7 separate regions of the Mus musculus genome follow, and regions 2, 3, 4, 5, 6 and 7 are each linked to region 1. The links are chromatin contacts, called in public ChIA-PET, HiChIP or PLAC-seq, Micro-C and promoter capture Hi-C maps. All regions are on one chromosome and are shown on one strand. The core of a region is the stretch at or near the end of the contact, and the rest is flanking DNA. Distances in the headings are between cores, read along the strand shown.

The links. Promoter capture Hi-C pulls out the DNA fragments that hold promoters and counts their contacts. A called contact is a pair of places that touch in the nucleus more often than the background predicts. ChIA-PET counts read pairs in DNA pulled down with a chosen protein or histone mark. HiChIP or PLAC-seq counts read pairs in DNA pulled down with a chosen protein or histone mark.
Region 2: a Micro-C map of embryonic stem cells shows a contact between it and region 1, with 2.6 times the contacts expected there. The contact joins the promoter of Ptpn9 here to the promoter of 1700017B05Rik in region 1. A contact is called at or near these places in 2 of 39 promoter capture datasets (hippocampal neurons and liver), 2 of 484 Hi-C or Micro-C datasets (both in embryonic stem cells) and 2 of 115 datasets of contacts at active chromatin or transcription factors (effector CD8 T cells and memory CD8 T cells).
Region 3: an H3K27ac HiChIP or PLAC-seq map of differentiating embryonic stem cells shows a contact between it and region 1, with 3 times the contacts expected there. The contact joins the enhancer-like site here to the promoter of 1700017B05Rik in region 1. A contact is called at or near these places in 1 of 39 promoter capture datasets (hippocampal neurons), 1 of 15 datasets of contacts at CTCF or cohesin (embryonic stem cells), 2 of 484 Hi-C or Micro-C datasets (the HPC-7 cell line and the N1E-115 cell line), 11 of 115 datasets of contacts at active chromatin or transcription factors (the 230-238 cell line, astrocytes, craniofacial prominence and 6 more) and 1 of 9 other capture datasets (pancreatic islet).
Region 4: an RNA polymerase II ChIA-PET map of memory CD8 T cells shows a contact between it and region 1, with 114 read pairs. The contact joins the promoter of Edc3 here to the promoter of 1700017B05Rik in region 1. A contact is called at or near these places in 6 of 39 promoter capture datasets (cranial neural crest, embryonic stem cells, hematopoietic stem and progenitor cells and 2 more) and 3 of 115 datasets of contacts at active chromatin or transcription factors (effector CD8 T cells, memory CD8 T cells and pancreatic cancer cells).
Region 5: a contact with region 1 is called in a promoter capture Hi-C map of erythroid cells, with 32 times the contacts expected there. The contact joins the promoter of Clk3 here to the promoter of 1700017B05Rik in region 1. A contact is called at or near these places in 5 of 39 promoter capture datasets (erythroid cells, liver, pre-B cells and 1 more), 6 of 484 Hi-C or Micro-C datasets (CD8 T cells, embryonic stem cells, muscle stem cells and 2 more), 3 of 115 datasets of contacts at active chromatin or transcription factors (effector CD8 T cells, large pre-B cells and pancreatic cancer cells) and 2 of 9 other capture datasets (adipose tissue and liver).
Region 6: a contact with region 1 is called in an RNA polymerase II ChIA-PET map of memory CD8 T cells, with 73 read pairs. The contact joins the promoter of Snupn here to the promoter of 1700017B05Rik in region 1. A contact is called at or near these places in 6 of 39 promoter capture datasets (embryonic stem cells, erythroid cells, hippocampal neurons and 2 more), 4 of 484 Hi-C or Micro-C datasets (CD8 T cells, effector CD8 T cells, granulocyte-monocyte progenitors and 1 more), 2 of 115 datasets of contacts at active chromatin or transcription factors (effector CD8 T cells and memory CD8 T cells) and 1 of 9 other capture datasets (adipose tissue).
Region 7: a promoter capture Hi-C map of liver shows a contact between it and region 1, with 2.8 times the contacts expected there. The contact joins the promoter of Cplx3 here to the promoter of 1700017B05Rik in region 1. A contact is called at or near these places in 7 of 39 promoter capture datasets (embryonic stem cells, fetal liver, hippocampal neurons and 3 more), 1 of 115 datasets of contacts at active chromatin or transcription factors (microglia) and 3 of 9 other capture datasets (adipose tissue, liver and pancreatic islet).

The regions. Positions count from the first base shown.
Region 1 is chr9:57,261,032-57,264,030 of GRCm38.p6, reverse strand. It overlaps 1700017B05Rik (RIKEN cDNA 1700017B05 gene), which reads left to right and starts at 1,432. Exons shown (of 3, transcript NM_028820.2): 1 at 1,432-1,602.
Region 2 is chr9:56,993,496-56,996,674 of GRCm38.p6, reverse strand. It overlaps Ptpn9 (protein tyrosine phosphatase, non-receptor type 9), which reads right to left and starts at 1,707. Exons shown (of 13, transcript NM_019651.2): 1 at 1,019-1,707. The coding sequence starts at 1,081.
Region 3 is chr9:56,888,569-56,891,978 of GRCm38.p6, reverse strand. It overlaps Cspg4 (chondroitin sulfate proteoglycan 4), which reads right to left. Exons shown (of 10, transcript NM_139001.2): 3 at 3,193-3,410; 4 at 1,439-1,921; 5 at 813-989. Among named protein-coding and RNA genes, the nearest start is that of Cspg4, 25 kb to the right of the region's middle. Within about 2 kb of position 1,783, at least 35 of the 459 cell types and tissues checked have an H3K27ac peak or open chromatin away from gene starts, as enhancers often do. A contact at or near this core is called in differentiating embryonic stem cells and hippocampal neurons, where this site is marked.
Region 4 is chr9:57,707,022-57,710,257 of GRCm38.p6, reverse strand. Edc3 (enhancer of mRNA decapping 3) reads right to left here and starts at 1,689. Exons shown (of 7, transcript NM_153799.3): 1 at 1,559-1,689.
Region 5 is chr9:57,763,473-57,766,646 of GRCm38.p6, reverse strand. It overlaps Clk3 (CDC-like kinase 3), which reads left to right and starts at 1,533. Exons shown (of 13, transcript NM_007713.5): 1 at 1,533-1,573.
Region 6 is chr9:56,949,090-56,952,234 of GRCm38.p6, reverse strand. It overlaps Snupn (snurportin 1), which reads right to left and starts at 1,327. Exons shown (of 9, transcript NM_178374.4): 1 at 1,282-1,327.
Region 7 is chr9:57,604,503-57,607,778 of GRCm38.p6, reverse strand. Cplx3 (complexin 3) reads left to right here and starts at 1,498. Exons shown (of 3, transcript NM_146223.3): 1 at 1,498-1,798; 2 at 2,975-3,062. The coding sequence starts at 1,635. Lman1l (lectin, mannose-binding 1 like) reads left to right here. Exons shown (of 13, transcript NM_199222.3): 13 at 499-746. The coding sequence ends at 631. It overlaps Gm32392 (a long non-coding RNA gene), which reads right to left and starts at 1,348. Exons shown (of 3, transcript XR_003948333.1): 1 at 1,069-1,348.

The DNA of each region.
Region 1 (2,999 bases), core at 183-2,682:
AGCATGTTAGTAAGATACAAAACCCAGGCAACCTGGGCTTCTGTCCCAATTTGCAATGTGATTTGGAAAGCCCCAAACCTCAGAGTCTCTCCTCTATTTGTCTAGCCTCTATTTGTAAAAAAATCTTCCAGCTCTAATCCAAGAGACACCCTCCCCTTCTCCTTGAGTGACCTCACTTCCTCTTCCTAATCCTACCTGGAGCCCAGCCCCTCCGCCCCAGCCCCATCTTCTCCCATACCTGTGCCCTCAGCTCTGTTCTGACTCAGGCAGTCCTGATCTTTGGGTCAAGATGGGTGTTCTGAGTGGTTTTGCCCCAAAAACTAATTTTGATCTCTATGGTGTTCAACTATTCTTCACCATGCGACCCTGCCTTGGCCTTGGGCAGTCCTGGAACTGCAAGGATTAGATTCCTTCCAAGAAAGAGGTGCTAGCGCTGAGCTGGGCAAGGCCCCACAACCAGATGGGCTAGAGTCCAGGTGAACAGAGGCAGTGGGTTTCCCAGCCCCTTTCTGCAACACATCAGCTTGGCTAGGGATGCTTCATCCCATCAGCTTTCCAGGTTGCTCATGCTCAGACCGGTTCTGGTGCGACACATTTGCCAGAAAGGCTCAGATGCCCACCAAGGCCGCTTGGCAATATCTCCAGAGTCTCATTCCTGGCCCACTCCAGGTCACTAGGAGCTGATATATACTCGTCTGTACTTTACCTCATAAGTCCTTCTTAATTTCCTAATGCAACTTGTTTGTTGAGGAAGTTAGGGCTGCCTCGAGATATCCTTTAGCATTTTTATTGTCTTGCTAGGAACTGAGTGTGGTGGTCCAAGCTTTTGACTGCAGCACTCAGAAGGCTGAGGCTGGTGTGTCTCTGAGTTCACGGCCAGCCTGGTCTACATAGTAAGTTCCCAGACAGCCACAGCTATATAGTGTGACCTTCCCAAACAAAACAAAGCAAAAGCAAAACAAAAAAAAAAAAAGGACTGCTAGATAGCCCAGGCTCAGCTCAAACTCTCAGCAATTCCCCTGCCTCAGCCTCCCATACCCCAATTTATGTGCTACACATCTTTTCGAAGCCTGATGGCCCTATTTCTAAGAGGCAGAATATCACTTTTACAAATGAGGAAACTGAAGCTCATAGAGGTTAAGTGGCAGGTCCAAGGTCACATGGCTAGAAAGTAGCAAGGAATGAATGATCTAACGGAATGACTGAATGAGGGCTTACGATCGCCCTCGGGGCAGAGGTTTGAGGAAGGAGGCGAGCGAAGACTGTGCACAAAGCCAGAGGCCGGGTCGCGGGAAAGTTGGTTCCACTCAGGCCTTCGGCACGGGAGGACCCAGGGGAGCGCAGGCTCCCAGAGGCACAGCCGGGTTCTGCCCCCACTCAACGGCCCGCCCCGCCCCCGCCCCGCCCCCGCCCCGCCCCGCTCGGGACCACAAACGGCGCCCAGCGGCAGCACGAACGGTCGCGCGGAACGTCTCTCTGGGCTAGCTGCCTGCCGCGACTTCCCGCGCAAGGCCGGCGGGACAGGGACCCGCAGCCTAGGCGGCGCTGAAAGATGCCGCGGCTGCTCCGGGTGGCGGCCGCTAGAAGCCTGGTGCTCTGAAGGTAGGAGCTCGCCTACCCGGCAGGCGCGGAAACTTGGGCCGAGTTTGCGGGCGGCGCGTGGGCAAGGGGCGGGTGGCCCTGCCCCAGGGCGCCCCTACCGGCCAGCCCCAGGACGGAGCGCGGGGACCGGGGCCCAGGTGCTGAGGCTTCGGGCGGTCAGACTACGGGGCCCAGTCATACCGCTGCCCAGACTTTGCCAGGACTTGGATGCTCCCTGGGCCTGGTAGAGCTCCGGAGCCACAGCACTGCCTGGGCGTTAGGGCTGGCGAAGAGTCAGGCGGATCCCTCGGGCCTCTCGCGGGGCCAGGCTCACGCGGATTGCCGGGCGCCGATTCGGGGTGGCGGTGGGGGGTTGGGATTGGTGGCGGCGGGCGCTGAGGTGCCGCGGGGCCGTGGACGAACCCTGTTGGAACAGGACCGCCTGCGGTTTCCTAGCCACTGCTTGACTCACTCTCTGGCCACAGCCCAAGCTGGCGGGATCGTCCCGAAGGAGGTGGCTGCCCAGACTTTGAGGCCGCCCCCCCCCCAGCCCCCCAGCCTTCTGGACCTCAGTGCAGTCTGCGGGCATCGATCCGTGGGGTTCCCAGTGCGAATCTCCTGACTTTTTTACACGTTTACGTGAGCTAAGGAAGGGCACCGTTGGGCAGTGGGGGGCATGTGTGCAGATTCGGGCCATGCATGTACGTGTAGGAACAGCTTTGCATGCGTGGCCCACGGCAGTCTGTGTGTCAGCCTGCCGGGGTGCACGTGCGTTGCAGAGGCGCGGAGAGAGAGGCTTGGGGACACCCGGAAGCCTGGTGTGGCGGTGGGGCGCCAGTTCCCTACTGAAGCCGGCTGGCTGTGAGCCACTGGCACGAGGGTCACGGGCGGGGCCGGGAGAGGGAAATTAGGAGCGGAGCATCCGGGGAGACCCTTTCTCTCAAACTGAGAAGTGTGGGCTGCTCCACGTTGAGTGAGTGCTCAGAACCTCAGCACGCAAAGTTTTTAGAAGACTGGTATCTGTTAGAGCGGAGAGAATACTGATGCGGGCCTCAACTTGGCTGGGATCGCGCTCTTCATGAGGCCCCAAGGATGTGACGTGGAAATGGACCCACGGAGTTGTCTGTCTCCCTCGTGGAAAAGCAGGAGTGTAGGCGCTTGACCCTGCCCTGGGTTCTGGCTGAGGTTAGAACTCCTCTAAGAACTGGCAGAACTTGGACATCTTCACGGTAGGATCACCTGTTGGCCCTACCTTCCCCAAGCGCCTTAGGCTACTTTGGTATCCGGAAACAAGGCACCTTCTTTTTGGCTACTCTCTCAGTGGGGGTGGCCTCTACCGAGGGAGCTTTCCATCCTACTGGCCGGGCATTACGTCACCGCCTCACCTTTCAGAGTCTTGGGTTGGCTTTTTGGCGCCC
Region 2 (3,179 bases), core at 458-2,957, 270 kb after region 1:
AGGGCGTGAGAGTGTGAAACGGATCATTACCAGCATGTCTCACCTTTTCCTCTTTCATTTATTTTGTAAGGTACAAGCAGATTATGGCCATATTTGAGCACAGCTTCTGTTTGGATATGAGCAGTGCCAAGGAGAGAAGAGCAAGAGCCCAATCCGTGGGGTTCTGAATCTCATCTAGTCCGTGTTTCCACAGCTGGAATATGGGGGGGGGGGTGTAAAGTTATAAGAGCGCTCGCTAGGCTTCTCGCTTACAGAAACCCCTCAAATGATAACGCAAGCTACTACTTTCTGGGAATTTAAGATCTCAAGCTTTAAAAAGGGACAATGGAACTCCAGTGTGGGCTTCAGAAAGATGGAGACTGTCAGATGAGGTGGGGGCAGGGAAATGGGGACGAGGGTAAGAGCCTAGCCTGGGAAAGCAGAATAGGGAGGTCAAGGCCAGGGACTTGGGGAGCTAGAAAAGGAACAGATCTTTCAGGATCTGTCCAAGTAGGCCCGTCACAGCAGTCTGAAAGCCTGAAGGGCTCCTTTGAGAATCTGGGCCACCTCTTTACCAGCGCTACCTCCCCCCATCTTGGGAACGGAGACAACCACCTAGGAATCCTCCCCCCAAATGGCTTTCCTTGCCCTTGAAAACAACGGACCCTCGAGAAAAAAAAAAAAAAATGCAAACGCTTCCAGAGAGTAGAAGGGCCTGGGACAAGGTGTCCTGCAGTCATCCAGTGGGGAGCCCGCCCCAGTTCGAGGAACTTTAATATTCATTGAAATGGAGCAGCACGGACCCCCCCCCCCCCGGAAGTCTCGAAGCATAAGAATCTCAGAGCCAGGGGTCCCACGGCTCCGGGGCTGGGCTGGGCGATGGCCTGGGGCGCGGTCTCCGGCCCGGGGAGGCCAGCCCGCAGGCCTGAAATGCGAGCAGGAGCCGCTGAGGGCCCGGGGCGAGGAGCGCAGCCCGGCGAACAGAGGCCGGCCTAGGCCTCGGAGGCTCGGACACACCCACCGCTGCAGCGGCGCTTACCTGCTCCTCCTCGGGGGTCAGCTCCGGCGCCATGTCCGGCCGGGGCGCGGTCGCCGGCTCCATCCCGCCGCCGCCGGGGCAGGTCTGGTGGGCGAGCGCCAGAACCCGCTGCACTCGCGCTCCGCTTCTGTGGCCCGGCGCCTCAGCAGCTCTCGGTCGGCTCGCGCATGGTGCGAGCGCCCGGCGCCCGCGGCGGCTGCCAACGCCGCTCCTGCTGGCCGGGGAGAGCCCGCTGTCGCTCCCCGCGGAGAGGAAATGCCTCCTGTTTGCTTCACTCCTTTCCTCACGCCACCCCTCCTGTCCTGAGGAGGAGAAAGTGCGGGCGAGGAACTAACAGCAGTTCGAGGTCTGCTTGGCTTTCTTTCTTTTTTAGGAGTCCACAACTTTTACAGCCACCGCGAAGGCGCCTGGCGGGAGTTGGAGGCCGTCGGCCTTCCGAGCCGCTTAACCCCCGGGGCAGAGCTCGCCGGCGCCTCGAGACCGCCCAGCCCGGGCGTCCACGGGGATGCGGGCCCTGCGAACTGCTCCGTGGCCTCGCGGCCCAGTTCCTCAAAAGCCGCCGCGGAGACAGGGAGGGCGGGCGCGAGCGAGCGAGGAAAAGGCGTCCCCCTCCCGGCTCAGGGCCAGCGCTGCGGCCTGCGCCGCGTCCGCCCGAGCCCCCCACGGCTCCATTGAGAAACTGAGCATCTCATTCACAAACAGGAGCCGGGGAGGGCCGGGCCGGACGGGGACGTTGTCCGAGAGGGGGAGACAGAGAGGAGCTGGGAGGAGGGGAGGCTGAGCGGAACGGAGCGGCGCGGCGGGGGAGGGGCTGCGGGGACGAGAGGCGACTCCCCTACGGGAGCGGGAGGGAGACGCGACTGGGAGTTAAAAGAATCCAAAACTGCGCGAGGACCGGTGCCCTTCCCGGTATTCACGGGCGGCTTCTACCTATTCGTGGTAGGGTCTGAAAGGTTGCCTGTGAGGTCCAAGATGCCTCGGATCTGACAGATAAGCAAGGGCCGCATTTCTTTGCTCAATGAATGTATCCTGTAGTCCAGCATCATTGTAGCTAATTGTAATCGGGTACAAAGAGAGAGTGAGGAAGAGACAGAGAGAGACATCCTGTTTCAGAATTCATTCAGGAAGCCCACAGCCTTTGCAAATGCATGATTTTACTCTAGGGTAAACAGCAGAGTCTGGGTCTCTCAGGATAGGAGCATTGAGAAGGCAGGGCTGGGCCTACTGTGATTTTTTTTATCATGTTAGACCAAAGATAAGTATTCTAGAAGGATTTCAAGAAATCGGAGTGCCACAACTAGTCCCCCCAGGACTGAAGTCCAGAAAGAACCAGGGGATGGGTCTTCGGAAAAGAAAATGCTATAGGTTTTGATGCCCATCTTGGAGAACTTTTTAAAAAATAAATTATATATATTCTTAACTCCATTTTGGCACCAGTGCAATAGCAGCTTCAGGGTTACCTCTGCTAAGTTTTTTCCTTTGTGTGTGTGGAGGGTCAGGGGGCCAGGAAAGACAGAGTTTTGAGAAAGGATCTCTATGTACCCCTGGCTGTCCCAAAATTGGCTGTGTAGACCAAGCTGGCCTTGAACTCACAGAGATCTGCCTCTTGAGTGAAGGAATTAAAGGCATGTCCATGCCTCCTTGCCCCTCAACTATGTTAGTTTGTCTTTTGCCACCAGTAAAATGAACTCTACGCTGAACTCAGGAACCTACTCAGGAGTTGGTTTCAGTATTGAAACTGGAAGACAGTCTATAACAAGTCTATCTGCACACCAGACACTGCACTATGCACTGGAGTTAAAATAAGACAGTATAAGATAATGGAAGATGTATCAGGAAGTAAAATAATGAAGACACTCAGGGACTCGCGTGATGGGTCAGTGGTTAAGAATACTGGCTGACCTTGGAGTGGATCTGGGTTCAATTCTAGTACCCACGTGGTAGTATAGAACTTTTAAGGAGCATGTGATGTATAAACATACATCAGGAAAAAAAAAACACCCATACATGTTGTACTGGCTAGTTTTGTGTCAACTTGACACAGCTGGAGTTATCACAGAGAAAGGACCTTCAGTTGAGGAAATGCCTCCATGAGATCCAACTGTAAGGCATTTTCTCAATTAGTGATCAAGGGGGAAAGGCCCCTTGTGGGTAGGACCAT
Region 3 (3,410 bases), core at 534-3,033, 370 kb after region 1:
ATCTGGCGCGGGTGGGCACAGGACAGAGGCAATGGTGTTGGCCAGCGCAGAACACTTAGAAATAGGCTCTCCTGCCAGTTGAAGCTCGGGAGGGAGGCGGAGAGCGGAGAGCTGATTCCTGATTCCTAGCTGAATCGGCTAGGAATCCACCCGTGCAGTGCAGGGGAGGCCCCATAGGCTACCCACCCACGCAGGGCAAGGTCTTCTTCCAGAGCCCTGTTCCATGTGGCACAGGGCCAGTCACTGAGGCCATTCTGGGTACGAGGCCCTCATCTCAGAAAACGTCCTTCTAAAACCCAGGAGCTGCTTCTCCCTCCCAGAGTCCGAGAGTAAGTTAAAACCAGTGTTGGACTCCAGGGGGCTAACATGGGTGGATATTGCCACCTAGTGGCCAATTTACCACACATCATTTCCAACTTAGGCATCCCTTAGTTATCTAGACCCTCAGCCTATATATAGGGAAGCTTCGTTGTGATCTTTATTTGCTGTGACCCTCGAGCTCCCAACCTGCAGCCCACAATACAGGACTTATAATACATTTCTTTAGGTATTTTGGGCCTGAGACATGAGGGAAAACCTTTCTGTGAACAGGTGGGTCCAAGGACAGGCAAGGTCAAGGATGGTCTTTCTAAACCAAGACTGCCCAGTAACAAAACCTCACAACTGCGTTTTGTTTTCAGCACTGTATCACATCTCTCCTTCCAAGTTTGTGGTAGTGAACCCATTTCACAGAGGATGACACTGAGCCAGAGAGAAGGGACTCTAGTCTCTTTCTGGGACCAGAGATGGGATAGGTTCAGGAGTGAACTCACTTGCAGGCCTGTGTTTGTGGTGAGAACAGGGGGTTGGTCATTAACAGGAAGGATGGTGATCGTGAAGGCCACGGGCTGGCTCTGGCGGTCCATCTCTGAGGCATTAGCTAGCAGAACAAAGGCGTCTGTCTGTGTCTCACTTCCATCATGCACGTAGCGGATCAGCTGCTCTTCCACCTATGAGGAGACCCAGGATTGGTTGTCAGGCTTCAGCTAGCCCAAGACTCAACAGGGATCTTGGGACCAGCACCCTTAACGTCCCATTGTTAGGTACAGGAGACAGATCCCTTTAGAACACATTTCCACAGGTAAGAAGTGTGTATGTGGAGAGATGGCTCAGTGGTTAAGAGCACTGACTGCTCTTCCAGAGGTCCTGAGTTCAATTCCCTGCAACCACATGGTGTTTCATAACCATGTGTAATGGGATCTGGTGCCCTCTTCTGGTGTGTCTGAATAGAGCAATGATATATATTACATTCTTAAAAAAAAAAGAAGTGTGTGTGTGTGTGTGTGTGTGTGTGTGTGTGTGTAAACAACAACGTTTCCATTTCTCAGGGGAAGACTGAAATTAAAGCATAAAGCAGTGCCAGTAACTAGAGCCGAGGAGGCGCAGGTGTCTCCGGTACCTCTCTCCAGGAGAAGGTGCTGAGGCTCCCATCTTGAGAATGATCCTCCTTCTGCAGGGCCCCGTGCTGCGGTGGCTCTAGCACCTGCAGGACAAGGCCTGGCAGCGTGGGGAAGTAAGGCCCAGTGATCTGGACCAGAGGAGGGGCCAGCGTCCGGGTGCCGCCCTCGGGAACGCTGAAGTTTTGAACATCCAGGGGGATGACTGTGGGCAGCACCTCCAGCTCCACAGAGATGCCTTCAAGAGGATCACCCAGGCCCGAGGCCACATCCAGGGAGAAGGAATCACTCCAGGCTCCAGGGCGAGAGTGCAGGTAGAGAACCCGGCCTGAATTCACTGCCTCCTGGGAGAAGCTCTGCACAGGGTCCAGGCTGGGCGGCTCCTCTGCTGAAGCGCCGTGGGACACCATCACCAGGTAGCCGGCGTTCGGGGGGCTTCTCAACGAGAACATGATGTCGGCAGGCAGCACTGCCTCCTGGACCACCTAGTCAACAGAGACGATGGGGACAAACGGGGTCACAGGCTGTTGTGGACCTCAGGTGGCAGAACAGGCTCGGTCGCCACGTGTGGCTAATGCTTTGCTCAGGATCTGCTATAGCTGACACTATATACCACAAGAGGGCGCTCTCACCATACCTAGCAGCACAGGCTCCCAGGTCTTAAGCAGTTTGCTGATTTGGTCCACCCCAAAGGAGGCTGAGTACTCCTTCAATGCCTGCTCTACCCACACAAAAAAGTCTAAGCACCACTCTTAAACTACACTGCACTTCTGATTCTATGCCTTTGCAGAATACACCCCCCCCCACACACACACTTTTTAAAGATTTATATGTAAGTACACCGCAGCTGTCTTCAGACACAGCAGAAGAGGGCATCAGATTTCATTACGGATGGTTGTGAGCCAGCATGTGGTCGCTGGGATTTGAACTCAAGACCCTTGGGAGAGCAGTCAGTGCCCTTAACCACTGAGCCATCTCTCTAGCCCCCAGAATCCATTCTTTTAGCTTGGAATGCCATCTGCTACTTTTTTTTGCTGTCCATACTCCATACTTTTCTCTTTTCTCCACTCTTCTCCTACCTCTTCTTTTGTCTGGCCTGGAACTCTCTTAATAGACCAGGTTGGCCTTGAATTCAAAGAGCTCTGCCTGCCTCTGCCTCCTGAGTGCTGGGATTAAAGGTGTGCACCACCAAAGCTTGGTTCATATGCTGCCTCCTCTGGTGTGGACACTTCCTGACATGTTTAGTCATGGTCTTTCTCAAAGTCCAAACACTCAGAACTGGAAGGGCCTCAAAACTGGGCCTTCACAGTAAGGCAGTGAGCCAGCTGGTCAGCATTGCGCTGTGAGCTCCCTGAGTTAACAGACACCATCACAGGCCCTCACAGTTCTGTTGTGGAGTCTAGGGAAAGAGCTAAGGACCTGTGGATCTGAGGGGCAGCGCTCCTAAAGGTCACCCCTCATGGTAACCTCATAGGGACTGTGACAGGATATACACTCTTGGTCTCTGCTTCAGAGATTCTGTGGATCTGGCTGGAACCCAGATTTTACACGGCTATCCATAGCAAGGACACATGTATATGTGATCTCTGGAGGTGCGTGACACTTAACAGGTAGGTGTATGTTCCTAGACACATGCAGAACTACAACACATACAGGTGACTACTGAAGCTGTAATACTCCTAAGACCTGCATCCCCACAGGAACGCCCCCCTCATGGAAGTACCCTCAGCTTGGCAGGCCTCGTGCACTGCCTTACCTCTAGCTGGTCCCTTCTGATCTCAGCCGCTTCCCCCTGGAAGACGTAGATCTTTTTGTGCTGCACCAGTTGCAGTGGGGCCAGGGGACCCTCGAGGGCAATGGTCACTTGTAGGAAGGTGTTAGTGTGTACTGGCCCTGCTGCCACAGAAAACGCCAGGGTGTCTTGGGGGCTGAGGCTGCCATTGTGGCTGTAGAGGATGGCCCCATCGAGCAAGT
Region 4 (3,236 bases), core at 440-2,939, 450 kb before region 1:
ACAGCTAGGGCTACACAGAGAAACCCTGTCTCGAAAAACCAAAAAAAAAAAAAAAAAAAACGGAGCTCCTATTCTGACATCATGAAAGTTATGTTGTTTTCAAACAACACAAAAGTGGAACCATGTAGGTTCATGTGTCTGGTTTCCTTTAATCAACAGAACAACTGTGAAATCCAGCTGTTGCATGTGGGAGAAGTTAATTACTGTGTCTGTACTGTATTGTTTAAGCATCAATGAATTTAGCCAGTCTACTACTATAAACATTGGAATTATTTCAAGTTCTGAGTTCCATTTTAAGTAGCATTTTATATGGGTTCTTGTTAATATTACACAGAAAAATCTGAGATGAAACTGCATTTGCCTTTATTAGAAACTGTCAGTCAGGTGTGTTGTGTACATCTATAATCTCAGAAGTCCAGAGGCTAAAGCAGGAGCATTACTCGGTAATAGGGGACCCAAGTGGCCAAATGTCTCAGTAACATCAAAACCAGTAATCCTGGTAGTCAAAGAGTGAAGGCCTTTAATCCCAGCACTCTGGAGGCAGAGGCAGGAGGATCGTTGTGAGTTCCGGGCCAGTTTGACCTACACAGACAATTCTACAGGTTCTCACTATGTAGCTCTAACCTAGAACTATATACTGAGTGCCTGTCACCAAAAAAAGGTCATTCTTTGCAACTACTTTTACTTCAGAGAAACCAAAAACTAAGAATTTTGTGCCCAAACAAAACAGATACATCATTCTCTTTAAAAAAACAAAAATCAAAAAACAAAAAACTGGGTTCCACCTGAGGGTTCCAGATGAGCCACGAATAACTCGGGGATAGTCATTTTGATTGTGGAAAGATTAAGGGTCCTTTTAACTCTGCAACGGGGAGACTGAAAATCAACTAAAGTTGATGAAGACTATTCCTCCAACACACCCCAACACTTAAAACCACAGATCAAGTATTACTAATATCTGCAGTCACAACACAGAAAGGATAACTGCGGCAGTGCATCGAGGGCAGCTAAGTGTGCGTGCGCTCTGGCAGGGCATCACTATCTCTAGTCCCACACCCCAGTCCTTCACAAGTTACACAAGTTCTCATCTACTATGAGGCACTCGCACGACTGGCTATTAACCTCACTGGTCAAAGAAAATGAAGGCAAAGAGCAATGGCTCTTTGAGAAGTCACAGTGGCAACCAAAGCGGGCTTGAGACAGACCAAGCCGTTATTGCCTCCAATCCGAATCCTTGGGCTATACCTAACCCAGTGAGTACCCCACACGCCCGCACGCGCGCACCCCCACAATTTCTGCGCGGGCGCGCGCGCGCACACACAAGGTTCTTGAGCGCGCACGCATATACACACACACACACACACACACACACACACCCGCGCACACACACACACACACCCGCGCGCGCACACACACACACACACACCCGCAGCTCCTGTCCGCCAATATAAAGATCTACAAGGCCGGGAAGCCTGCAGCCTAACAAGCAAACCGAGCTGACCACCCGGAAGCGCCAGCCAACGGGCACCCGCGAACACGCAGCCTTCCTCGTGCTCACCTCCCCGCCGCCTGCCCCCGCCTGCGCTGCACAGCACACCAAGACGACCTCGCTCGCCAAAACCCCACCGAGGGGCTTCACGCCCACCGCCACAGACACAGAAGCAGCCGCCACCTCCGCCGGAAACGCCCCCGCGTCTCGGCCTACCCGGAGTGATGTCACTTCCGTTGACACAGGGCGGAGCCAAGGGGCGGGGCTCCCGGGAAATTTGAGAGCTTGGGGTAATGTTAAGGGTTGATGGACAAGGCAGCTAAGATGTTTTCTGTGTGTGAAATCTGAGTGGAGTAAGAAAGAGAATGGGAGGAAGGAACTATGCTGGCTAGTTTGTCAAATTGACACAAGCTAAAGTTATCTGAAAGGAGGGAACCTCAAATGAGAAAATGGCTCTATAAGATCTGGCTGTAAGTAAGCCTATGCAATATTTCTCTTAATTTGTGACTGAGTGGGGAGGGCCTAGGCTATTGTAACTGGGGCCCTCCCTGAGCTGGTAGTCCTGGGCTTTTTTTCCTGAGAAAAAAGGCTGTGCAAGCATGGGGAGCAAGCCAGTAACCCACACTCTTCAGTGGCCTCTGTACCAGCTCCTGACTCCAAGAACCTTTCTTGATGAATAGTGATATGGAAGTGTAGCTGAATAAACCCTTTCCTTCCCAAATTGATTGTGGTCATGGAGTTTCATCTCAGCAATAGAAATCCAAACTAAGATAAATTGGTACCAGGAGTGGGGTATTGTGAACAGACCAGATCATGTTTCGGAAGGACTTTGGAATTTTAGGCTAGAAAAGCCATGAGAGCTCAGTGAGCTGTTCTGTAGGAGACTGGAAGTTAAGAATGTTGAGAGCACTGCAGATTGCCTGGCTTGTGAAGTTTCGGAGGAAAATTTAAAGACTATTGGGGCCATTTGTTATTTTGAATTAAGATTCTGTGGTTCCAGCCGGGCGTGGTGGTGCACGCCTTTAATCCCAGCACTCGGGAGGCAGAGGCAGGCGGATTTCTGAGTTCGAGGCCAGCCTGGTCTACAAAGTGAGCTCCAGGGCAGCCAGGGCTACACAGAGAAACCCTGTCTCGAAAAACCAAAAAAAAAAAAAAAAAAAAAAAAAAAGATTCTGTGGTTCTGGCTAGGTGGGGCTGGAGAAATGGTTGCGCTTAACAAGAACTACATAGTGAAACTTTTGCCTTGCTGAGATACTCAATACTGTTTGACTAGAGGTGAGAAATTAGTGGTGCTTACGAAAAGAAAAACATTGTTGAGGTGAAATCTCTTTCATTTTTTCTTCTTGGTTTTTCAAGAGAAGGTTTCTCTATGTAGCTCTGGAACTTGCTCTGTAAATCAGGATGGCCTCTGCCTCCCAAGTGCTGGGATTAAAGGCATGCATGCACCACCACTGAGCATGGTTAAATCTTATGGGGAGTATTTCTGAGCACACCAAGAAAGAAAGAGAGAGGGTGAGGAAGGAGGGAGGGAGGAGAAAGAAAATAAGAGAAAAGAGAAGCTGGAGAGATGGCTCAGAAGTTAAAAGCATTTCCCACAACTGTCCATAACTCCAGTTCTAAGGGATCTAACACTCTCTTTTGACCACTGAGAGGACCAGCATGCTTATGGTGTACATACATACATGCAGGCAAAACATTCAATACACATAAAATAAATCCAAAAACAAAGTTAGAAATGTTTATGAGC
Region 5 (3,174 bases), core at 284-2,783, 500 kb before region 1:
AGATGGGAACTTTTTGAGGATGTCGGCCTTAAACTGGAGGATGCTATTTTCCCGTAGCCATGGAAACATGGCTGGGCAGCATTGGTAGGAGGTGACGACACCACAGAAACCTGTGAACGAAGGAAATTCTATCAGTGTGGGCCTGGCCTCAGGTGGGAGCTGCATCTTCTGACGCCTGGATATTTCAATCTTTGGCTTCTAGGCTGGAAACCAATGGGGCAGGACTCGGGCAGAAGCAGTTGAAATGGCTGTTGAATGTCTGTGGGGTTGGAAGGTGACTATGAGTCAGTTTGAGTTTGCAAAACATAATCACCCAGCTTTTTAACTCAACCGCTTTTACTTGGTTGGTGATGAAGATGCCGGGCCATTACGTCAGAACCAGAGGCAAAGCTCTCTAAAGGCAGTTTCATCACTGCAGGGGGGCCTAGGGAGCCACAGCACCTGGTGGGCGCGCATCCCGTACGGGGAGGGGACACCTGGGAAACCCTGGCTGTCCGCGTTGAGTCAGCAAGATCCTAAAGCTATGCCCCGCCCTGGCCGGCCGCCGCAGCCTCGCGGACCTCGCGTGGCGTGGGGCAATTAGGCGCGGCACCCGCCCGCTTGGCTGCGCGACGCGCGGGGGCGGGGACGCTGTCAAAGCGAGGCCCAACCAAAGGACCGCGACTTGTATTCTCTTCTGAAAAAAAAAAAAATAAGACCTCATGATCCTGCCACGACAAAGCGTTGGACAGTAGGTGGGAGGGGTCTAGACTGGGTGCCTCACGCCCGATGCCGCAGCGAAAGGACGGGCTGAGTGACTCGAGTGGCAGAGCGGGAGCGCGGCGCGGCTCGGGGCTTTTGTGTGGCGCGGGTTTCCTAGCAAGACTGACAGCAAGACGCTCTGAGGTGTTCAAGGGAAGGGGACGATTTCTCCGTCAGACCCCACCGCCGAGGCTCGCGGGGATCTTCCCGGAGACTGCTCGCTCGAGCCAGCTGGGGCGTGGCACCAGGACTTTCAAAAAACCCGCACAAGCCGAGAGCAGAATGTGTCGTTTGCTTCTTGCGCGCAAGCGGAGTCGCGCCCGCCTTCCTCTGCCCGGGCGCACCGACCGCCTTCGTCTCTAGCGCCCTCCCGGGCCCCGGGAGAACAATGCCGGTCCTCTCCGCGCGCAGGAAGAGGCTGGCGAGCACAGCTGGGCCGCGGCGGGGAAGCGGCCCCAGCCTGGCAGTCCGGTGGGTTCCTCCTTTAGGCCCAGAGCCGTCCTCAGACCGTGGTCGCGCACCGATGCGGCCTCGGGGGCCTACGTGCAGCACCACACGGAGAGGGGCAGGCCGCGGCCCGAGGCTGCTCCCGGGACCTCCGGGAAGAGACCTCCACCGATGTCGCCCGGACCCTGGCGGGGCAGGCCAGTCCCCCAGAGTCTGCGAGTTCGGGGCTAGAGCGGTCAGGCCTCTGGGCCGGGTCGAGCCCGGGCCGCCGACGGCTGCGTCACGCGAGGGGGCGGTGCTGCCACGGGCGGAGGCCAGAGCCGGAAGCGGAAGAGGCGCTCGGAGTGGGGAGTGGGGCCTAGCCGCAGCCGGAGCCTGGGAGACGGTGAGTGTGGGCCCGAGCCCGTGGCCGGGCAGCTGGGGTGAGTCGGTGGGGACGGCCACGCCGGTACGGGTACCGTGCCACCCGGTCGGGTCTCGGCTTGGACCTATTTCCCTCTTCGGCCCACGTCAGGCCGCGGTCCCGACCTCTCACCCCTGACCCGCCGCTTCTCTCCCTGAGGGCGGTCACTGCAGACCCCTTTTCTGGTTCCCGCGGTGTTGGAGGCGGAGCTCCAGCGGCCTCGGAGCCGGCTGGGAGGCTTCCCTTTGGGTCCCGCGCCGGCCCGCTGGCTGGGTCGCGTCCGACCTAGGCTATCCTGGAAAGGCTTTCCCTGCCCCGAGCTCGAGGCTTAGCCCGCAGATCTCCTTCGCGCGCCGCCTGGAGTTTGATTCTGGCCCAGGCTGGCCATCCCTTTGGTCGCCGGGTCTTCCCTTGGCGGTTACGGGGAACGGGGCTCTGAGATCCCTGGGATTCGGGCAGAAGGAAGGGACTCGAGTGCGGGCCGCCGGCCCCCTCCGTGTTTTGTTATGATGGAACCGCTCCATCCCGGAGAATGGGCCAGACCAAGCCAGGAGTACAAATGTCCAGGCTGCTCCTCGGTCCGGTCGGGAGCCTCTATGCTTTAGTTCCGGGTGCGGGTGCCCTGATGCTTGGGTGGGAATTGCCAGAGTCTAGCCCCCATCAAGGCGGAGTTGGCGGCCTTCCAGTTTCCCTCCTCCGTGCCCTTGAAAAGGAGGAGCGTTTTTGCCCGGTGGCAGCCGCAGATTGCGAGGTGGCAGGTTTGAGGTTGCAGTGGTGGGGCACTGCCAGCCAAAAATAACCATGGGTCGCTTGGGTGGCAGGAATCCGGGAGGGCAGCCGCTGACCTGGCTGGCTGCTCTTCTTGTTAGCCCGGTTCTCTAGCCAGGAACAGCAAATGAGAAGCCAGAGAGGCCTGTGCTCATAGAAAAATTGGCATCCAGTAACTTGGTCTCATTGGTCACATTGCCTTTTTCTTCATTGTTCAGAGCAGAGCCTCCCAAAGCATAATTGTGGCCTTTACGTTTTAAAAAGCTTCTTTGCCGAGGACTCATGGAATCGGAGAATTTGTGAGAAATAGGCTCAAACGACCTGGCTGGGAGGAGGACATGGGCCACCTGGTAGCTCCCATTTTTCACCTGCCTGGGATGCGTTGCAAGGGAGATTATCTCCATTACTGCCTATGTGTGGTACTTCATGGCCAAAATATTGGGCCATCTTTGCCAGTATGAGAGGTGTTATCTTCATTTTTCAGGCATGACAATTTAGGTCTAGAGTGACTTGTATAAGGCCACAGGGCCAGTAAGTGGCAACACTGGGATCGAGTTCAAGGTTTCCTGCCAAAACTTCCTACCCGGTCCCTTGGAAGGAATTATAAATTAAGGCATTCAACATAGCCCTGAGTGTTAGCCGGAACCTTCTCAGTGCTAATGAAAGGCTGTCTTTAGTACTTCTTGTGGCCCAAACCTGTGCTAGGCTTTTGACTTTATAGGGCAGACATTTAATTCCTATGGAGCCTGTAAGAGATTATTGTTCCCTTGTTTCAAGAGGAGGCTGAAGCTTAAAGTGGTTTAATAACTTGCCTA
Region 6 (3,145 bases), core at 78-2,577, 310 kb after region 1:
GTTCAGCCATTAGGTTAAAAGTACTGGTTGCGGGGCTGGAGAGATGGCTTGGCGGTTCAGAGCACTGACTGCTCTGCCAGAGGTCCTGAGTTCAATTCCCAGCAACCACATGGTGGCTCACAACCATCTGTAATGAGATCTGATGCACTCTTCTAGTGTGTGTCTGAAGACAGTTGCAGTGTACTCATATAAATAAAAATAAATAAATCTTAAAAACACACACAGCACTAGTTAAAAAAAAAAAAAAAAAAGAGAGTACTGGTTGCTCTTCCAGAGGACCTGGGTTTCATGTGGTAATTCATGACCACCTGTAAACCAATTCCAGGGAACTAACTGGAACTCTCTTCTGACTTTCTTCCCAGCATGGCACCCATGTGGTGTGCAGACATGTAGGCAAAACACACATACACATATGCATATAGGAAAATAAACAAATAAAAGAACAAAGGATGGTGCCATACCTCCACTTGGTAAAGTACTTGCCAAAGTGCGCACCATATTTGCACCAAGCCTTGGGTCTGAAACCCAGGAGAAAAAGAAGAAAGCTGCATTCCTATATCCTAAGACATTAAAAATACTTTTTTTTTTTTCTGTTTTGTTTTGTTTTGGGGACAGGTTTTCTGTCCTGGAACTCTCCTTGTAGTCCAGGCTGGCCTCGAACTCATAGAGACCTGCCTGCCTTCTGAGTGCTGAGATTAAAGGTATGCAACCACCACACCCGGCTAAGAATACTTTCTAAGAAAATTTGTTAAAAGTGACTATTATCAGTGTGGATTTAAGGTGTGCATCAGAGTGTTTGTAAAATAACCGGGAGTATTCAGTAGATAATTACTGAGCTTCCCCGTCAAGGTATCCTGAAGTATGCCATAGAAATGATCCCTAACAGGACCTTACGTGTCATACACCTGCAATGGCAGCAAGGCAGGAGGCCGAGGAAAAGAAGCGAACTAATTCCTAAGTGTCAGGCTCACCCAAGCCTCTTCTCCAGCCCAATAGATGCTCCCACCACACGTCCGTGAACTCTGCCGCCCTCCCCGCTACTGTCTCTCTAGCAATGGAGTCGTTTGTCTTTCGGTTACAGAATTCTCCCTGCCACACATAAATGTTCCTCATGAGTTTGAGCCAGACTGCCTGGAATACAACGACAAAAATATGGCCAAGTCCAAGTCCCCAAGACTGGCCAGCCTCCCCAGGTAACGGCTGCGAAGCCAGCCCTGGGTCATCAGAAGAAGTTTGAGCTTGCGGCTGAGAGAACGCCAAACTAGACAGGGCCAGACTTACCGCACGTCCGTACCACTCGCGCACGCCGCCAGTGCCTGTGCCGACTGACCAATTAGGTGCCTTAGCGGAGCTAGACACGCCCCGCTCAAGCTTGCACTCGAACTTCCGGCTCCGCCTACCGTGGTGCATCGCGGGAGTTGAGTCGGGCAGGACATTACTTCCGCCCTGAACTGAGCGACTCTTCTCCCTAGGGAGGGGCTTCCAGATTTGGTTTAGGCTTTTTCGGGATTCTAGCGAGATTGTCCGCGATACGGAGCCTTCAGTACTGATCGCAAACTTGCCCCGGATCCTTTCACTGACAAAACCGTGACTTCGTGGCCGCCACCTCTCCGGGTGTGCCCAAACTCGAGAGTTGCACTGACAGCCCTTTTGTCTTGCTTGTGCGATTTTCTGAATGGCTTTCAGGTTTCGAACTAATAAACGTTTCTTCCCTTCCTTTTTCCTTTCCCTTTCTTTCTTTCTTTCTTTCTTTCTTTCTTTCTTTCTTTCTTTCTTTCTTTCTCTTTCTTTCTTTCTTTCTCTCTCTCTTTCTCTCTCTCCTTTCTCTCTCTTCTCTCTTTCTTTCTTTTTCTTTCTTTCTTTCTTTCTTTCTTTCTCTCTCTTTCTCTTTCTCTCTCTCTTTCTCTCTCTTTCTCTCTCTCTTCCTCTCTCTCTCTCTCTCTCTCTCTCTCTCTCTCTCTCTCTCTCTTTCTTTGTATAGCCCTGGCTGTCCTGGAACTCACTTTGTAGACCAGGCTGGCCTCGAACTCTGAAATCCGCCTGCTTCTGCCTCCCGAGTGCTGGGATTAAAGGCGTGCAGGCGTGCGCCACCACTGCTATCCCTATTCTCCTTTCTAACATGACGCGGAAAGGGACCTGGCTCGATTCCTGATAGGTAACGTTCAGCATTTGAGTGCAGCACTTAGTCCGGTTTGAAAGTAGTTACATGAGTGACCGAGATTTAGGAGACCCTAAGCAAACCCATACATCGTGTCTGCAGGGTAAGACTTCTAGCATGTAAAATGAAAACAGGACTTGCTACTTAATGCTTATAATGTGAGCCAGATGCGTTGCTTCTAACACCTCAATGAACTGGGGTGTGGCTAGGGATGTTGCTCAGCAATCAATGTGTTTGTATAGCCTGCGCTAAACTTGCAGTGGCACCACCCTGTAATCGAACAACAGGGGGTGAAAGCAGGACTGGCTGGTAGTGCTAGCACATGCCTTTAATGCCAGCTTTCAAGAGGCAGAGAAAGGCAGATCTCTAAGTTAAAGGACAGCCTGGTCTGCAGAGTTCCTGGAAAGTCAGGAGCCCTGTGGGTGGTGGTGGGGGAGTAATTTGGCCAGGGTTGTCAGGAACCATAATGGGACAAGCTAATAACTAGCAGTTGATCATCCTGAAGTGGCCTGCTTCGGATTATTATTATTTTTTCTTTTCTTTTTTTTTTTTTTTTTTTTTGGTTTTTCGAGACAGGGTTTCTCTGTATAGCCCTGGCTGTCCTGGAACTCACTTTGTAGACCAGGCTGGCCTCGAACTCAGAAATCCGCCTGCCTCTGCCTCCCAAGTGCTGGAATTAAAGGCGTGCGCCACCACCACCCGGCTCGGATTATTATATAATTTGTGACAGGTGAGCCCTTATTAAGCGAGGCTGTAAGGGACTCATTTTAGGAGAGATTCCTGCTATTAATATGCTTCTCCTGTTATTATTAAATATATATAACAATCACTAAGTAGTAGCACACCCCTTTGGAGTAGATCTCTGTAAATCAACGAAGTTGTACTATCTTCTAGTGATGCTATATAGACAAATAGATGACTTAAGTCTTAATAATGATCCTATAAGAATTCCTAAAATTATATCCATGACTATTAAGCTCTTTTATA
Region 7 (3,276 bases), core at 249-2,748, 340 kb before region 1:
AGATAGGCAAGAGGCACTGATGCAGAGGAAACAGCATCAGAAAAAGCATGGAGGCATTAAACAAAACAAAACAAAACAACATCTTTAGGGGGGAAAAAGACAGTCATTGAGTACTGTTTAAGTAAAGGGCAGGGCCAATTTGCAAGATTGGGCAAGGAATCTCGATGCTCTGGATTAGAAATAAATGTCTCTAATCTCAACTCTTGGAAGGCTGAGGTAGAGGGATGCCGAAATCTGGACCAACCTGGGCTGGCTACACAATGAGATCTTGTCAAAAACAAAAACCAAAGAAGAAAACCTATACCTAGAAGTGCAACTCTGGCACTAAACCACCCAGGTAGACTTCAAATGCCGGGGTGAAATGGGGACTTCATGGGACATCAAGGGAGACACAGAAGGTCCCAGAATGTGGCAGCCTGTCATACACTGAGTCTTGTGAGACAAGTGTGAATACTTGGTCTCAGAAGGGAGACTCAAGTAACCTTTTCTCTCTCACAGCAGGCAGGAGCTGGACAAGAGGCTTCAGGAGTACCTGTCCACAGGAAGCCTTTCTCTAGAGCCTGCATTACCCATCACCAGGACGATAGGGGTTCTGAGGAGACAGCCCATCTCCCCCAGCATGCAAGCCTGACCCAGCTCAAAGCCATGTCTTACTGGGGAAAAAAAATGGGGGATAGAGGATTTAGCCAGTGCCCACATCTCAGTTTTTGGCAAGTCCATCATATTAAAGGTGATTTTCCTCTTGCTGTTTTGATAGCCTCATTTATCTCCCAGCCTCACATAGCCTCTGATAGCTTCTACCTTCTCTGTGTGGGCATCAGGAAAGCAAACAGGCAAGCAGGCAAGGAGGCCAAGAGCCAGATACCCCCACACCCTTTCCCTCTGAACTACTGAAGCAAAGGGAGATAACTGTGCAAAATTCTGTCCCTAAACTCACCAAGGACAAGGACAAGTCCCTGTGTTTCCTTCTGGCTCATCTTTTCAGTGCCCTCAAACAATACTCCCCTTCCCTGAGGCTCTAGGGACAGCAGGGCAGACACGTGACAAAGGAACTGAGCACAAACTCACCGAACCATATAACTGGGATTCCTGCTTGCGCTTCTGAGGTCTCCCCCACTTCCTGGCCTTGAGCACTTTGAGGTAGATGCTAGGGTCAGTAGAGTGGAGGTGGGGGGAGGAGGAGGATGGAATGGTACATAAGGGTGGGGGTGTTTGCCCCTTGCTGCTACCGGGCACTCCAAGATGAAGTCCTGGTTCTCGATGACCCAGGAGAAGAGGTCATTGGAGGGTAGGAAGCAGGAACCAAGGCACACTTCAGCGCAGCCCCTTCTCCCAGGGCAGGGACCCCGCCACCACAAGCCCTAATCAGCTGTCAGCAGTAGCCAGCAGTGCTTTGCTGGCGCTAAAGAAGGCACGTGGGAAAGGCGGGAGTGAGGAGCAGGCACGTGGTTCAGGCTTCTCAGCCCCGTGCATGCCCCCCCGCACCCTCCCCCCTCTGTGAGGAGGGTTTTGGGAAGGTAGGGACCAGTGCTCAAAGCGTGGGGCGCGAGCTCGCAACCGGAGCTGTCCCCGGGACTTAGTGCTGAAGTAGGCGCTGACGAACCAGGCGCCTGGTGCGGTGGTCAGAAAAGACCATGGCGTTCATGGTGAAGTCCATGGTGGGTGGCCAACTGAAGAACCTCACAGGGAGCCTGGGGGGCGGCGAGGACAAGGGGGACGGAGACAAGTCTGCAGCCGAAGCACAGGGCATGAGCCGAGAAGAGTACGAGGAGTATCAGAAGCAACTGGTGGAGGAGAAGTAAGTGGAATTTCTTCTTCGCTCATGTGACCCTCACTCAAATACCCTCACGCTGCTACACCCACCTCTCAGAGATCCCCTCTACTTCTCCTAAATATAGTAAGAGAGCAAGAGGTGCTCTCTGAGCTGATTTTATAGCCATCCCGTTTCAAATCCAGGACCCTGTTCCAGCTTCATCCTCTGGCTTAGAGGGGGTTGGGGAAAGGGTGAAGAGTGTGGCAGGGGTAGGGGTGCGGTGGGGGAGGGTGCACGTGCATCTCTGATGAAATAGGTAATCCCTTAATCCGATCTGGTCTTAACCGCATGTATTCCAACTGGGGCTCCTCTGAGCCTGAGGCTGTAAGAAAAGTACTTTTCATCTGGCAGGGCTCAGCGTCATGGGGACAGATCCACGATGGGGGTATTCAGAGATACTGAGCCTACTCTATGCAAGAGTTCTAGGGCAGAGTGGAGATAGAGAGAGCGACGGTCTGAACATTGCGGGGAGGTTGCTTGGTTCTGATCCTCACTTTGCTTATTAGCTGAGTAACTTTAGAAAAGTCATTTAACATTTCTGTGATTTCCTTTCTCCTTCTGGAAAATTGGAAGTGGTAATCACAATACGTGCTCTATACGTCTGTGAGGACTGAATGACTTAATGCATGTTAACCCTTTAGTATAGCGCCTGGCACGTGGCAAATCTTCATGACATGTCAGCTATTGTCACTCAACTTAGTACCGGTTGTTTTATGAGTTGCAAGTTTTCTCACTTTACAGAAGTGGAAGGAATGTGGCATACCAAAAATAGCAGGTTAGGATCAAGTCCAGACTGTCCCACACACACCCCTGCACACATAACCCCACCGCCCCTTCCACACAGCCTGTCAGAGAAGCAAAGAGAGACTTGAGTCAGAGATTGCGAAGGATCTTCAGAGAGAGACTCAGACAGAACAAGACTCCCTCCCACTCAGCTCTCTCTATTGGCAGGAGTGGAGAACACAGAGGATGGACACGGTGGTGGGTTGTGGCAAAAGCTAAGCCTGCTAGTCTGAGGGGATTAACTAGGCACAGGCCAGCTAGGGGTTTGGAAGGTCCATACTGCCTCCTTCCAGACCATATTAGCCCCTCCTCTGCAGGCCCCACACCTTCTCTCAACCCCTGAGATGACATCACAACTGGTATCCTCTTCTCACACAGGATGGAGCGAGATGCACAGTTCACACAGAGGAAGGCAGAGCGGGCCACACTGCGAAGTCACTTCAGAGACAAATACCGTCTGCCCAAGGTATCCAGGGCCTAACCTGTGAGGTATTACTGGGATCCTGAGCACCGGGAGCTCAGACTCCCTCAGGACCCCTCAACTCTCAGCCCGTAAGAATCACACAAGGTGCTTGATTTCTTTTCTTCATTCATTCATTCATTCATTCATTCATTCACCAACATGCTCACAAGAGCTGAGACAAACCCCAGGCCTTTGGAAGTTTACAAGTTTGTGTTTC